Linked DNA regions of Mus musculus: all the other regions are linked to region 3. Evidence: chromatin contacts called from public ChIA-PET and promoter capture Hi-C data. All regions are on one chromosome and are shown on one strand. Each heading gives the region's core, a stretch centred on a gene start, on an enhancer-like site or on the middle of the called end of the contact. The rest is flanking DNA. Distances are from core to core; before and after follow the strand shown. Region 1 holds the start of Gpt (glutamic pyruvic transaminase, soluble). Region 2 holds the start of Gfus (GDP-L-fucose synthase). Region 3 holds the start of Parp10 (poly (ADP-ribose) polymerase family, member 10).

The links. Promoter capture Hi-C pulls out the DNA fragments that hold promoters and counts their contacts. ChIA-PET counts read pairs in DNA pulled down with a chosen protein or histone mark.
Region 1: a contact with region 3 is called in a promoter capture Hi-C map of pre-B cells. The contact joins the promoter of Gpt here to the promoter of Parp10 in region 3. A contact is called at or near these places in 6 of 39 promoter capture datasets (the C10 cell line, the HPC-7 cell line, hippocampal neurons and 3 more) and 1 of 9 other capture datasets (liver).
Region 2: a contact with region 3 is called in an RNA polymerase II ChIA-PET map of effector CD8 T cells, with 12 read pairs. The contact joins the promoter of Gfus here to the promoter of Parp10 in region 3. A contact is called at or near these places in 2 of 39 promoter capture datasets (embryonic stem cells and liver), 1 of 484 Hi-C or Micro-C datasets (embryonic stem cells), 3 of 115 datasets of contacts at active chromatin or transcription factors (the SCID.adh cell line, effector CD8 T cells and pancreatic cancer cells) and 2 of 9 other capture datasets (adipose tissue and liver).

What each region holds. Positions count from the first base shown.
Region 1 is chr15:76,695,075-76,698,931 of GRCm38.p6, reverse strand. It overlaps Gpt (glutamic pyruvic transaminase, soluble), which reads right to left and starts at 2,206. Exons shown (of 11, transcript NM_182805.3): 1 at 1,913-2,206; 2 at 1,684-1,773; 3 at 1,502-1,610; 4 at 1,257-1,390; 5 at 849-1,092; 6 at 550-629; 7 at 340-476; 8 at 43-217. The coding sequence starts at 2,074.
Region 2 is chr15:75,927,495-75,931,805 of GRCm38.p6, reverse strand. Gfus (GDP-L-fucose synthase) reads left to right here and starts at 1,988. Exons shown (of 11, transcript NM_001357005.1): 1 at 1,988-2,087; 2 at 2,757-2,914; 3 at 3,263-3,377. The coding sequence starts at 2,769.
Region 3 is chr15:76,241,580-76,246,006 of GRCm38.p6, reverse strand. It overlaps Parp10 (poly (ADP-ribose) polymerase family, member 10), which reads left to right and starts at 2,567. Exons shown (of 11, transcript NM_001163575.1): 1 at 2,567-2,660; 2 at 2,765-2,943; 3 at 3,021-3,275; 4 at 3,368-3,604; 5 at 3,685-4,349. The coding sequence starts at 2,772.

The DNA.
Region 1 (3,857 bases), core at 957-3,456, 450 kb before region 3:
GCCGGATCACCAGGTATCTTTGGCCTGGTCTGGTCTGCTCACTGCTTGAAACTGCTTGAAGGACGGCTCCGAGGGGGTTGGCGGACTGACCACCATGCCCATCAAAGCCTGGCCCGGCACTGGTGGACACAACCGCACGCTCATCAGTTTCGCCATCTGTTTCTGCACCTCGGCATCCATGTTTACCACTTCCACATAGCCACCACGAAACCCGCACCTGCCCAGGAGAGCATGAGTTGAGGCTGGTCTGGGAAGAGGGTGCGCCACCGTGGCAGTGACTGAGAGTCCTCTAGCCCTCCCCGCTTCACCACCACCACCACCACCTGAGCCTGTACGCACTCGCCCATGTAGCCCTTAGAGACTGAGTGGAAAGACGCGAGCTCCTGCTGCGTGGCATATGGTGGCCCCATCTCCGTGAGCACCTTCTTGAATGAATGGAACTGAGAGCCCTCAGCATATACATTGTCTTGGTATACCTGTAGGGGTGGCAGTGTCATTCAGGCTGGGGGCTGAGCTGCTGCTCACCACTCTGTGTGCCCCTGTGTGTACCTCATCAGCCATCAGGAAGAGTCCCTCTTCGAAAGCAAAGCGGATTACGGCCTCGATGCATTCACGGGTCTGCACCTGCCCTGGAGTGTGAAGATGCATCACTGACTGGAAAGTCAGCCGCCCGCGGGCAACAGAGAACCAAGCCCAAGAGTGCTCAGCCCAGGCGCTTGGGGTTGGAGAGCAAGGGCAGGTTCTGGAGGAAGAGGCGGGGCTGGAAGGAGGAGCCCAGTGAGGCGGAGCTAGCGGGGGGGGGGGGGTAAAAAGAGTGAAACTGCAGGGGGCGGAGCTGATAGGTTTACCCGTGGGGTTGCCGGGGTTGATGACGCATAGTACTCGAGGGCAGCAGCGGTCACGTGCCTGGCACAGAGCGCGCCGCAGCTCAGCGATGTCAAGAGCCCAGGCGCGCTCTTCGTCCAGGTAGTAGTCCACTTGCACGGCGTCCAGCTCAGCCAGCGCAGCTGAGTACAGTGGGTACTGAGGAATGGGAATGAGTACACCGGTTCGCGCACGGCCCTCGCCGGCTACCAGCAGCTTGAGCATGGTCTGTAGGCCGGATAGGGAGCCCAGCGTTAGTGCAACCAGAGTTGTACACCCCACCCCGCCCCCACCACCGCCCTGTGCTGACGCTGCTGCACCAGACTCAGCCCCATCTAGCCTCACACATAGGGCTACTCCGATTTGACCTGCCCTGCCCTGGGCTACCCTACCACGATGGCATCGCTGGCCCCTGTGGACAGAAATATGTTGTTCGGGTCTGCAGGGATGCCTCCGTCTCTCCTCTCAATATATTGCGCCACATCCTCCCGAATCGGCTGGATTCCAGAGCTAATGCTATAGGCACCTGAAAGGGGACAAGCTAAATGAGGTGGGCCAAGTCCTGTAATCTTCCCAAGGGACTCGTCCCTCTCTGCCTCTCCTTAAGGCTTGGGCTCCACCTAGAGCTCGCACTCACCCAGGCTGTGGCCCCCGCATGCCTGCAAGATGCGTTCTGCCCTTCTCTTGGCATCCTCTGGGAAGTCCGGACTGCTCAGAAGATTGGGGTAGACACAGAGGGCCAGGACCTGGAAGAACCAAGTACTGAGTCCAGAGCAGCTGGGGAAGGAGGAGTAACCACAGGTAGTACAGCAGCCTAACCTGGCGGAAGAAGGTGATGGGTCTCTGCCCCATGGCTTGTGCATCCCCAATATTGGCACGGATAACCTCAGTAAAAGGCTTCTTCACACCCTGGGAAAGAAAGGAAGCGGGCAGGGAGATTGAACACCACCACCCTACTCTACTGCCTTTGTCCCACATTCCACTGTGCTGGGGACGAGCTCAGCAGCCCAAGTTTAGCAGAAGGGCAGTAAGTGGCCCAAGGCAATACCTGGCGCAGCTCCTGCTCCAGCTCCAAGGCACGTTGCACGATGGGGCCTCGGACTGCATACTCCACCCTCCGCACACATGGGTTCATGGTATCCAGAGTTAGCACCTTCCCCTTCAGTCCATTCCTTGAAGCCTGGATCCGGTCATTCCTTTGTGAGGCCATGGCTGCTCAAAGCAGGCAAGAATGCTGGCTCAAGAAGAAGGGTCCAGTTGGGGAGCAGGGCTGGGAATGGGGAGTCTGCGTGAGGTAAGGCACCACCCTCTCCACGGCAGCCTTCTGGCCCTACTGAAAGGGGCAGAAAAGGCTGAAGGAACTGGAGCACCCTGGGCCCCGCCCCATCAGGCTGGGCACAGATCTGCCCCAGGGTGCCAGAGGGAGTTGGTAAGGCAGCAGGCGGGGCTTGGGGCGAGGCCCAGTGCCGCCTAGTGTCCCCACGAGGGAGCAAGAGACCCACTTGGGGAGTAGGGACAGACGGATGGTTCAATACTTGACACACTGGAAACTGGGAGAAGAGAGCACTGAGCATCTCAGCCTATTAAGAACAGAACCAGGGACTACTGGAGATTTACCCTAGCAAGGCCCAGCTGAAGCCTAGGCCTCAGACCTGATACACACTCCATCTTTACTTTAAGCAAGTGGACTTGTCTCCTAGGTAACTAAGCCAGGCCTTGGGAATCTGGGGAGCACTGGGGGAAGGGAGAAAGATGTGTAGTCTCTGGGTTCCATGGGGACTGACAGAGTGCTATGCTTGGACCTTGGTCTCTGATGAGCCACTGCAAGGGTTTAGGGGGAGGGGAAGAGACTGGAGACGGGACAGCTAGTTCTGGACACACCTCACCCTGGACTGCCCTCATGCCCTTTCAATACACATCAGCTTGAGGGTGCCCTTAGGTCGACAACCCAGGCCAAGGGTAACTAAGTCCCCTTCCCTGCTGCTCCTGATTGGTAGAGAGAACAGGAAGTGAGCTCTGATAGGCCCACAGTACCCCACTCCCACTGGCCTTCTAGAAAGCTTATAGACTTGCTCAACACCTGGTCATCTAAGCCCTTGGACCCATCATGGCTCAGGCTAAGGGCTGGGGAGAATGACTTCTAAGCTGGGCAGCAGGCAGCTAGGAAGGCATGAGGTGAGCCTTAATCCCTCTGTCCCTGGAGGCCCTGGAGTGGGGACACACTCACCTCTGATCTCTTGGCTCTGATGCCACAGTAGCCTCCCAGCTCAGTGGCCTTTCTCTGGCCCTCAGGACACACCACAGATTAATATAGGCTTGGCCCTGGCAGAACCTGCCACTGCCTGCCTCTTACTAGCAGGGCCCAAGTAGGAGTGGTAGCAGGTGGACTTCAGGCAGCGGCGGCACAGCCCTACTCTAAATTTAACCAGCAGTCATCACCAACCCTCCCCCAAGCCCTTCCAAGGACACTAACCCTCCAACCACAGGTGCTAGAGGAAGGACAGGCCCTGAGGATGGACACCAGGCTGACCAGGTCAGTGCCCATGTGACCTCGTAGAGATGGCCATGCAAATACAAATGCAACGGTCATGATCTAGAATTGCCTTCTTCCCTCTAGCTTGAGGCCCCTAAAGGGCCCCTCTCATTCTGATACACTGTCCCTAGCCAGCACAGCCCAAGTGGCCAACTGCTTGTCACCTATACCAGCACAGGCGGAAGCTGGCAGACATGCCCCAGGATCAGGGCTTCATGCCAGAAACTGAGACCATGACCCTGGGAAGCACCTAACTAATGCCAGTCTTCTGCCTGTTTCACGCTGCTGGCTCTGGCCCAGTCCTGTGGAAAACACTGTCTCCCTTCCAGCCAGCGTTCCTGTCCCTCTGCATGGCCACCCACTCCATCACCCATGAAGAGTTTTTTCCAAAGTGTCCTACTGCTTTCAGGAAAGCAAAGGGTTACAGAAGAGCCTCCAAGAAGCTGAACCAACTAGGAGA
Region 2 (4,311 bases), core at 739-3,238, 310 kb after region 3:
TCCACTTCAAATGGGTATTCTTTTTCAAGATGTGGTTGCTTCTACTGAGATACCCCATGCTCTGCTACCAGAGGGGTTTCCTGTTTTGTTTTGTTTTGTTTTTTTCTTTTTTTCTTCCTATATTCTGTTTCCAAAAAGTTGGGAGAATGGCTATGCAGTTGGAAAACTTGCAGGTGGAAACAGAAGCACTGGGGAGGGCAAGAAGTGACAGAAAATGGAGAACAAAAGGGCTCAGTCCCCATGACTGAGCAAGAGAAGGAAGTTTTCTGCAGAAGGAAAGAGGAAAGAAACTATGCCAGAGGGTAGGCAAGTCAGAGATATCTAAAAAAGCAGGAGGACAGTATGATGAAACAGCCCATTTTGAAAGTAAGGGTTAGGGCTGGAGAGATGGCTCAGTGGTTAAGAGCTCTGACTGCTCTTCCAAAGGTCCTGAGTTTAATTCCAGCAGCCACTTGGTGGCTCACAACCATCTGTAATGAGATCTGACGACCTCTTCTGATGCGCGTCTGAAGACAGCTACAGTGTACTTAGATATAATACTAAATCTTTAGGCTGGAGCGGGGCCCAACCAGAGTGAGCAGGACCAGCCGGAGCAAGCAACCTTCATTCCCAGCAACCACATGATGGCTCACAACCATCAGTACAGCTACAGTGCGTACACGTAAAATAAAAAAAAATAAAATAAGGTAAAATAAAAAGAAATGATAGATCTGAGGCATTTTAAAGAGGCTGTGGTTTCATATGGGATGAATTTGTCTTTTGTGGAATAAATTCTAAGTAACTGGGCTACTCAAAATAGAATTATTCCTCAACACTGGAAGGGGCTGGTAACAGCTGTACTAGACTCTGGTCCACAATTGCAAACTCTAACTAAATTCAATGAGTCATTTAAAAGACATAAAAATGAGAAGAGGCGGGTTGGAGAGATGGCTCAGCGGTTAAGAGCACTGACTGCTCTTCCAGAGGTCCTGAGTTCAAATCCCAGCAACCACATAGTGGCTCACAACCATCTGTAATGGGATCTGACACCCTCTTCTGGTGTGTCTGAAGACAGCTACAGTGTACTCATATACATAAAATAAATAGATTTAAAAAAATTAGAAGAGGCTCAGGGGGATGAACTCATTTTGTAGAACAGGCTGGCCTCAAATTCAGAGATCTGCCTGACTCTGCCTCTCAAGTGCTGGAATTAAAGGTAGAGTGTGCTCTCCCACACTCTGTGTGTGTATTCTTAAGCCTGTGTCTCTATTTTTAAATTAACACTACTATCACAGTTGATAGACATATAAACTTAGCTAAACTGAATAATCTGCTGTCCTACTTACCTCCTCATAACCAATATTTTTTAGGTTTTTTTTTTATACATTATTTAGTTTTTATGTATGGGTACATGTGTGGGACAGTGTGAGCGTGAAAATCAGAGAACGACTTGTGGAAGTCAGTTCTGGCTTTCCAGTAAGTGGATCCGAGTGGATCGAATTCAGACGAACAGGCTTGGAGTTAAGTACCTTTAAAAACACCATTCCAACATTGGCTGATATTTTAATTTTTCATTATGAAACACACTTTAAGATGTTGTCGAGGTAGAAGAGATTTTATTCACTGCTTTAAAATACTCAATTTAGGTAAAGAAATCGAGTCTTGTGTGAACTCTTGGCTGGAACACACAACTGGTAAGGGATGCTGGCTCAGCCAGGCGCCTGGCCACTCAGACACGCAGACCGGCTAATGGGAAATGATTTTCCTTGCAGGATAAGAACTGGAGATTCCTTGCCAGCCCACTAGTCCCTTGAGGGACCTGTGTCCGTTTAACCACTAGAGTGTGTCTAGGTGTGCAGCTTGTCCTCTGCATTGCAGTTCCAGCGGTGAGACGGGACCATCCCCGCCCCGCCCACAGGACTCGGTTTCCCAGATGGCCGTGAGGCCCAGAAGACATTTCCCAGAAGGGCCCGCGCCTCACTGGCGCGTGACAAAGACTCCATTTCCCAGAGTTCCCCGGGAGGGTCTCGCCCCCCTCCACTTGAACCGGGAATAGCTGGAGAATTGTGCACCGGAAGTAGCTCTTGGGCTGGTGGAACCCATCGCAGGTGAGATTTACAGTTGGATTCGGCGCAGCAAACCGGGGATCTCGCAGGCTGGTCAGGGCCGTAAGAGTACGTCTCGCATTGTGGGTCTACGTGGGGTTGGGCTGGGTCGGGAACCAAGGGGTTTGGGGCCCGGGCCCTTGCTCATCTTGGTAACGGTGGAGCCATGCGGCTGGTTCAGAGCCCCCCTACAGAAACCGTAAAAAATTCCAGCGTCCTGAGGCCGTCCAGCGGTGCACCCTGCCCTAAACTACTAGGCTTTCTTAGACCGTAGGCTATCAGCTCAGCATTTGTGGGTACGGGACTCCAAGTACGAGCACCGCCCCTTGTCTGTCTGTAGGGTGAACGTTGGGGAGAAGCAGCCGCTATGATCTGTGCAGGGACCTGCCAGCCCTAATTTTGCAGTCGTAGGGATGAGGTGTACCTTTCCTCTGCCTAGTAGGGTCATGGGTTGGAACCAAGCTACTTTGTTTGGGATGGCGGCCAGCAGGAAGCTATAATGCCCAGGGCAAAGGACTTCCTGGGGGAACAGAGTTGGGTGTGTCTGTCAGCCTGTTGTCGCTCCTCCTTGGAAGTTTTGATTCTGTGCCTGCTGCCATTGGCCAAGGAGAATGGGGTAGGGAAAATGGCACATCCTGTATCCTCCTTAGCTTACACCATTTGGCCCTCCAGGTGCAGACCATAATGGGCGAACCCCATGGATCCATGAGGATCCTAGTGACAGGGGGCTCTGGACTGGTGGGTAGAGCCATCCAGAAGGTGGTTGCAGATGGGGCCGGCTTACCTGGAGAGGAATGGGTGTTTGTCTCCTCCAAAGATGCAGATCTGACGTAAGTTGCGACCATATTCAGACCCAATTCCTCCTCTTGGTTCCCTTTCCAGACAGAATAATACCCTGACCGGGTTTGTTCCTGAGCCTAGAAGTAATCTACCCCGAGTTTGGGTCCTCCCTGCCAGGTGACAGGCTGTAGTTGCTGGCTGTGCTCTTAAGTAAACATCCTCCTGTAGTTCCGGGATTCCCAGCCGACAGCTGCTAAAGCTCTGAACTTAGCTACTTGTCTCTGTGGCTGCCCTTCCAGCCATGGATCCATTCAGTTTCTAGACTCACTGCCCAAGCCTCAAACTCCTGATCTCCTCAGGCCTCCCTAGCCCTCCCCTGACATCCTGGCTTCCCTCAGGGATGCAGCCCAAACCCAAGCACTCTTCCAGAAAGTACAGCCCACCCACGTCATCCATCTCGCTGCAATGGTAGGCGGCCTTTTCCGGAATATCAAATACAACTTGGATTTCTGGGTAAGTTGGAGTGCTCCAGGGGCAACAAGCATTGGGAGCCAGGAGCTTAGGTTCTTGAAACTTCCACAGGTTTACCCCCAAGAAGTCCCCGAGGGCTGGTTTTGTACAGCCCTCAGGACATTTGGCCAAGTGCCGACCTGCAGATTGAGAAGCTGAAAGAAACCTGCACACCACACTATGTATCTGGGACTGAGCTTGCTTGGCTGCTAGATTGTCTGTTTGTCTGTCTGTCTATATCTATTTACGTAATGTGCATTGGTGTTTTGCTTGTATGTATGTCTGTGTGAGGATGTCTAGTCTCTTGGAACTTGAGGTACAGACAGTTATGAGCTAGCATGTGGGTGCTGGGATTTGATCCTTTGGAAGAGCAGCCAGTGCTCTTAACTGCTGAGCCATCTCTCTGACCCCCAAATTTTTCTTTCTTTCTCTCCTTTTTGTTTTGTTTTTGGGGGTTTGTTGATTTGTTTTGGTTTTTGAGACAGGGTTGTAGCCCTGCCTGTCCTGGAACTTTCTCTATAGACAAGACTAGCCTCAAAACTCACAGATTCGTTGCCTGCTTCTGCCTCTGGAGTGCTGGGATTAAAGGCGTGCTCCATCATTGGCCAGGCTGCCAGATTCTTGTACTCCCAGGCTTGGTTTCCTCAGCCCTCTGAATCTACCAACCACTCCCGTATGTTGGAGTGTCTGTAGCATGTGCCTTAGGAGAAGGGGCAAAACGGAAGAGCCCTGCTTCTGCCCACCGTGCTCCTGAGAATCTGCCCTCCTGCCTTTGAGCAGTCAGTGGCTTTGATCTAGCTGGCCTAACTAGACACTGCAGTATGCAAAGGTTCCCACCAGATTTTGCCCCAGGACTCTCAACCAAAGCTCTTCTTGCCCATCCCACTCTTTTCAGCAAACTGCATGGTCTTTACCTCTCCCCTGTTCTTAGACCAAC
Region 3 (4,427 bases), core at 1,318-3,817:
TTTAATTGTCCCATTCTCTCCATACTCTTGTCACTTAACCTCAGATCCTCAAAATAATCTTGTCAGGACATAGAGGGTGAGGCCAACTCCCTGCTTCACTTCTGGGGGGTGGGGCGGGGAGAAGGGAAGGGGAGTGCTTCTTGAGGAAATTTTCCCTTGGGTGGTCTCCTGGTCCTCAGTGTCTTGAGGACATCCGGTTCTCTCCTGGTTCTTGGTGTATGGCCACTCTGAGACCGTATAGTAAGCTTGGGAAAGGGTCCTCTCCTGTATCCATATAGTGCTGCTTAACAGCTGGACCTAGTGTAGATGTGTCCTTGGCCCATAGCTTCTGCACATGTTCCTGGGCTAAACGTGCCCGCCATGCTTACCAACAAAGTCTAGATGTGTTCTGTTGCTGTAAAGAACACCCTGATTTTTAAAAAGCAGCACCGGGGAAGAAGGTTGCATGTGGCTCACGATTCCAGGTCACAGTTCTGGAATTTCTGTCAGGTCAAGGCAAGGACTCGAGGTGCTAGACATTTCACATATACAGCCAAGAACAGGAAACCATGCTGCTTGCTTGCCTGCTCTGGGTTAGCTTTCATGTACAGTCCAGAGACATGGTGCTACACACATTCAGGGTGGATAGCCCACCCTCAGTTAACCAGAAAATCCCTCCTAGACATGCCCACCGACCAAGATGTTTTAGACAATTCCACTCTCAGGCTGTCTTTCCAGATGATCCTAGGTATCAAGTTGATGTTAAAACTAACTAGCAGAGAAGACAGTAAGGGTTTTACATCCAGTTCACAGAAATTCCTGAGGATTTAACAATGGCAGTGACATGAACTGTTCTCTTGCATCTGCGCCTGTGGCAAGCCCTCTAAGTAAAGTACAGTGTGATAGAGGGTGGTTAAGTCCTGTAAGAAGAAAGCATAGAATAGATGAGACAGGCTTTTGTAGAAGCAGACTCTCATATAATTAGTGGGCCCTTTAATAAAAGTAAAACAAGCACAAAGTTGACTATAGGGCCTCAGAAGGAGCTTGGACAACTCAGAGGTCGTTTAAGGTTTTAGCTCCATGTTAAAGATCTCACTAAGGGCTGGGTGAGGGAAATTACGGAGAAGGGATAGCCCCATGTGGCTCTGTGGGGAAGGCTAGGTCATTTGAAGTTAGAGATGGTCCAGGGATACTGGTTTAGGCAAGAGCTGAGACCTGGGAGGTTGGAGCCAAATAAACACCCAGGTGTGTTGTATGAAAAGGGATTAGAGGGATAGGAACTGGGGACAATTAGACTTTAGCTTTCACTGTCATTGGCTCCTGGGATTTGTAGCAGCCGCTGGTCCCCTGTCACCTCTGTGGAGGAGCCACAGTGGGGGTGGCAGAGAAGGAAAAAGGGTAGCATGGTCCTTCAAGAAGTCTTGGAGGCTCTCGATTGTGGGGGAGGTCATGGAGATTCAAGGACTACAGGGTTAGACATATAGACTGGGCAAAACCCCATGATCCTTTGGAAGAACAGCAGAGGTCGAGCTGGCCTGACTGGAAGGTGTGGGTAGAGAGCAGCAGCTCTGGAGATGAAAGAAACAAGCAAGCTATGGGGGCGGACAGGAAAGTGACTTCTCAAGGCACAGCCTCCAATCTGGGCATGCTTGTCCACACCTATATCTCCACCATTCAGGACTGAGAATGACAGAAGAATCCTTTCTAGTTCAAAACCAGTCCGGCCTGCACACTGAGTTTCAGGCAGTCTGGGCTACCGAGTGATACCCGGTATCAATAATAATAATAATAATAATAATAATAATAATAATAATGGCAAAGCTTAGGTGTGAGGCGAGGCCCTCTGGGTCCTGTCTGTGATTCCGGCTCCCCTTCTGTGGAAGGATGAACAGCAGAAAGGCATGTCAGCACAGTGGCTACATCGCGGGCAATGGTGATGAGCAAGGAGCATAGAAAGAAGGACTAGGCAGATGTGGGCTGAAGGGAATCACAAGGGAAAAGCTGTGTTATGATCTGAGCATTAGGCTTTTAAACAGTCACCTTTGTTTGTTTATGCGTGCACCCGCCATGCTGTGGCACACACATGGAAGACAGACAACTTGCAGGAATCAGTTCTCTATCATATGAGACCCAGGGACCAGAAAATTCGTCTCTGGGTTTGAGATTTTGGGGGGCGAAGGGTGGAACTGCTCACCCTTAGCATTTAGAAGCAAGGCTGATTATCCTCTGGGTTTGACGGTTTCTAAGAGCCGGACCCAGCCAGGGGCCAGCCTCTAAGATCAGCGCTGCTCATGTCTGGGACCCAGGGCACAGAAGCCTAGAGATTCTTGGGGTGGGGGGTTGACAGTGTGACTGTATCTCAAGCATCCCATAGGAAGGGTGATTAGCCACAAAGAGAAGCCAAAGAAGAAGAGAAAGTCTAGGAGACATCTGGTCTACCCCACTAGCTAAGAGGCTAGTGGGTGGTTCGGCAGAAAGGTCCTTAGAAGTTCCTTGTGGACTGAGGATTAAGGCTAGAGCAGGAGAGGAAGTTCCTGAACTACTTACAGCCTCTGGCTTAGCTCCTCCCTCTTTCCTGTCCCCAGTCAGTTTCACTTTTGTTTTCCTACCTTAGGCCTTCTGCCTGGGAAGGACAGCAGGCATAACTGACTGGCCTGAGACACTGGCCTGAGACAGCAGGGGTGAGTGTAAATATGGGGTGCTGGGGAGCAGCTGAGAGCGTGGGAGAGAGGACTGGACAGGGGAAGTGAGTGGTCCTCTTCTCCTCCCATGTGTTGCCGCCCAGGACTCTGATGGCAGAGGTGGAGGCAGGGGCAGCCTTGGAGCTCCGGGGACTGCCCCCAGAAATACCAGATGAGCTCATTACTCTGTACTTTGAAAACCACCGTCGCTCGGGTGGAGGACTTCTATTGAGCTGGCAGAGACTTGGCTGTGGGGGTGTCCTCATCTTTCAAGATCCTGCAGGTGAGGAGGTTGAATCAAGAGGTTGCCTGGGTGCCCTGAAGCGTTGCCATCTCTGACACTTTCATCTCTGCTCACAGATGCAAAGAGGGTCTTAGCCCAGGCAGAGCACCGACTACATGGTGTCCGACTGAGCCTGAGGCCAGCCCCACCGCGTGCCCCAGAACGTGTGCTTCTCCAACACCTGCCACCTGGCACTTCACCTCTGAGTCTGGAGCAACATGTTCAGGCCTTGCTGGGTGCTGCAGGACACCCCGTGCAGACTTGCCATGCCCTGGCCAGTCCTCGGCAGGACTGTGCCCTGGTCCAGTTATCCACGCCCCTTTCTGAGGCAGGTAAGAGGCACGTGAGAGGCAGGGCTGGTGGGGGGGGCGGCATAGCTTCTAGTTAAGGAGGGTGCCCGAGTTGATTCATATACTGCCCACAGAGGTCAGTGCCCTGGCAGAACAGGCCCGGAATCTGCCCCTGAATGGAGCCACTGTGTCCTTGGCCTGGGTGCCCCAGACCCGAGCAGTACGTGTGGTGGACAGTGCTTCTCCTGTGGACCTGTTATTGTTGGAGCTCTACCTGGAAAATGAGCGTCGCAGTGGTGGCGGACCCCTGGAGGGTCTGCGCAGCCTGCCTGGGCAGCTAGGCACTGTTATTTCCTTTCAGCAATGGCAGGGTAAGTGGTGTCTGAAATTAGGAGGACCCTTCCTCTACGCTAGAGACTCAGTGTGCTTTCTGTCTTCTCTCTCCCTCCAGTGGCTGAACGGGTGCTGAAGCAGAAACACTGGCTACAGGGCATTGAGTTGAGCCTTGTCCCTCACTATGATGTCTTAGAGCCAGAAGCGCTCGCTGAGGGCGTCAGTGGCAGGGACCATTCAGCTACTCAAGAATCTGGAGTCATTGGTCATGCGCCTACAGGAACTGGAGGACTGGCCGGGGCTCTGACCATGGCTGTGGGCTCTGGGGAGGCACCACAACAATTAGGAACCCTTCTAAGGGCAGGTCCTGTAGGAGCTCCAGGACAAGCCCTGCCAGTTGACTCGGGATCAATTAGGATCCAGGGGAGTATGGGGTCTACAAGCCCAGTCGATCCAGTAGAGAGCTCTACAGAGCTCCCAGAGCAAGTAGGACCCATGGCCTCAGACTCAGTGGGTGTTCAGGAGCAGGAGGGCCTGGGGGAAGTTGCCACAGGGCAAGAGGGGCTAATGGGTCTAGTGGGGACAGCCATGGAGTCTGTAGAGACTGGGCTGGAGAGCCCTGGGTATGGGGAGATGCAGAAGCAAGAGGGCCTGGTGGAAATGGTGATGTCAGTGGAACCAGGAGCTGTGCGCTACCTGCAGCTTTATTATGAGGACCTCCTCGCCAGCCTAGAAGATGTTGCCCTTTTCCCACTTGAAGGAACGGATGTGACTGGCTTTCGGGTGAGTGACCCCCCCTCAGGATCCCCTCAACTTTGCCTCTTCTCTTACTGGGACCCAGGTACCTTTCCTGTGCTCTGA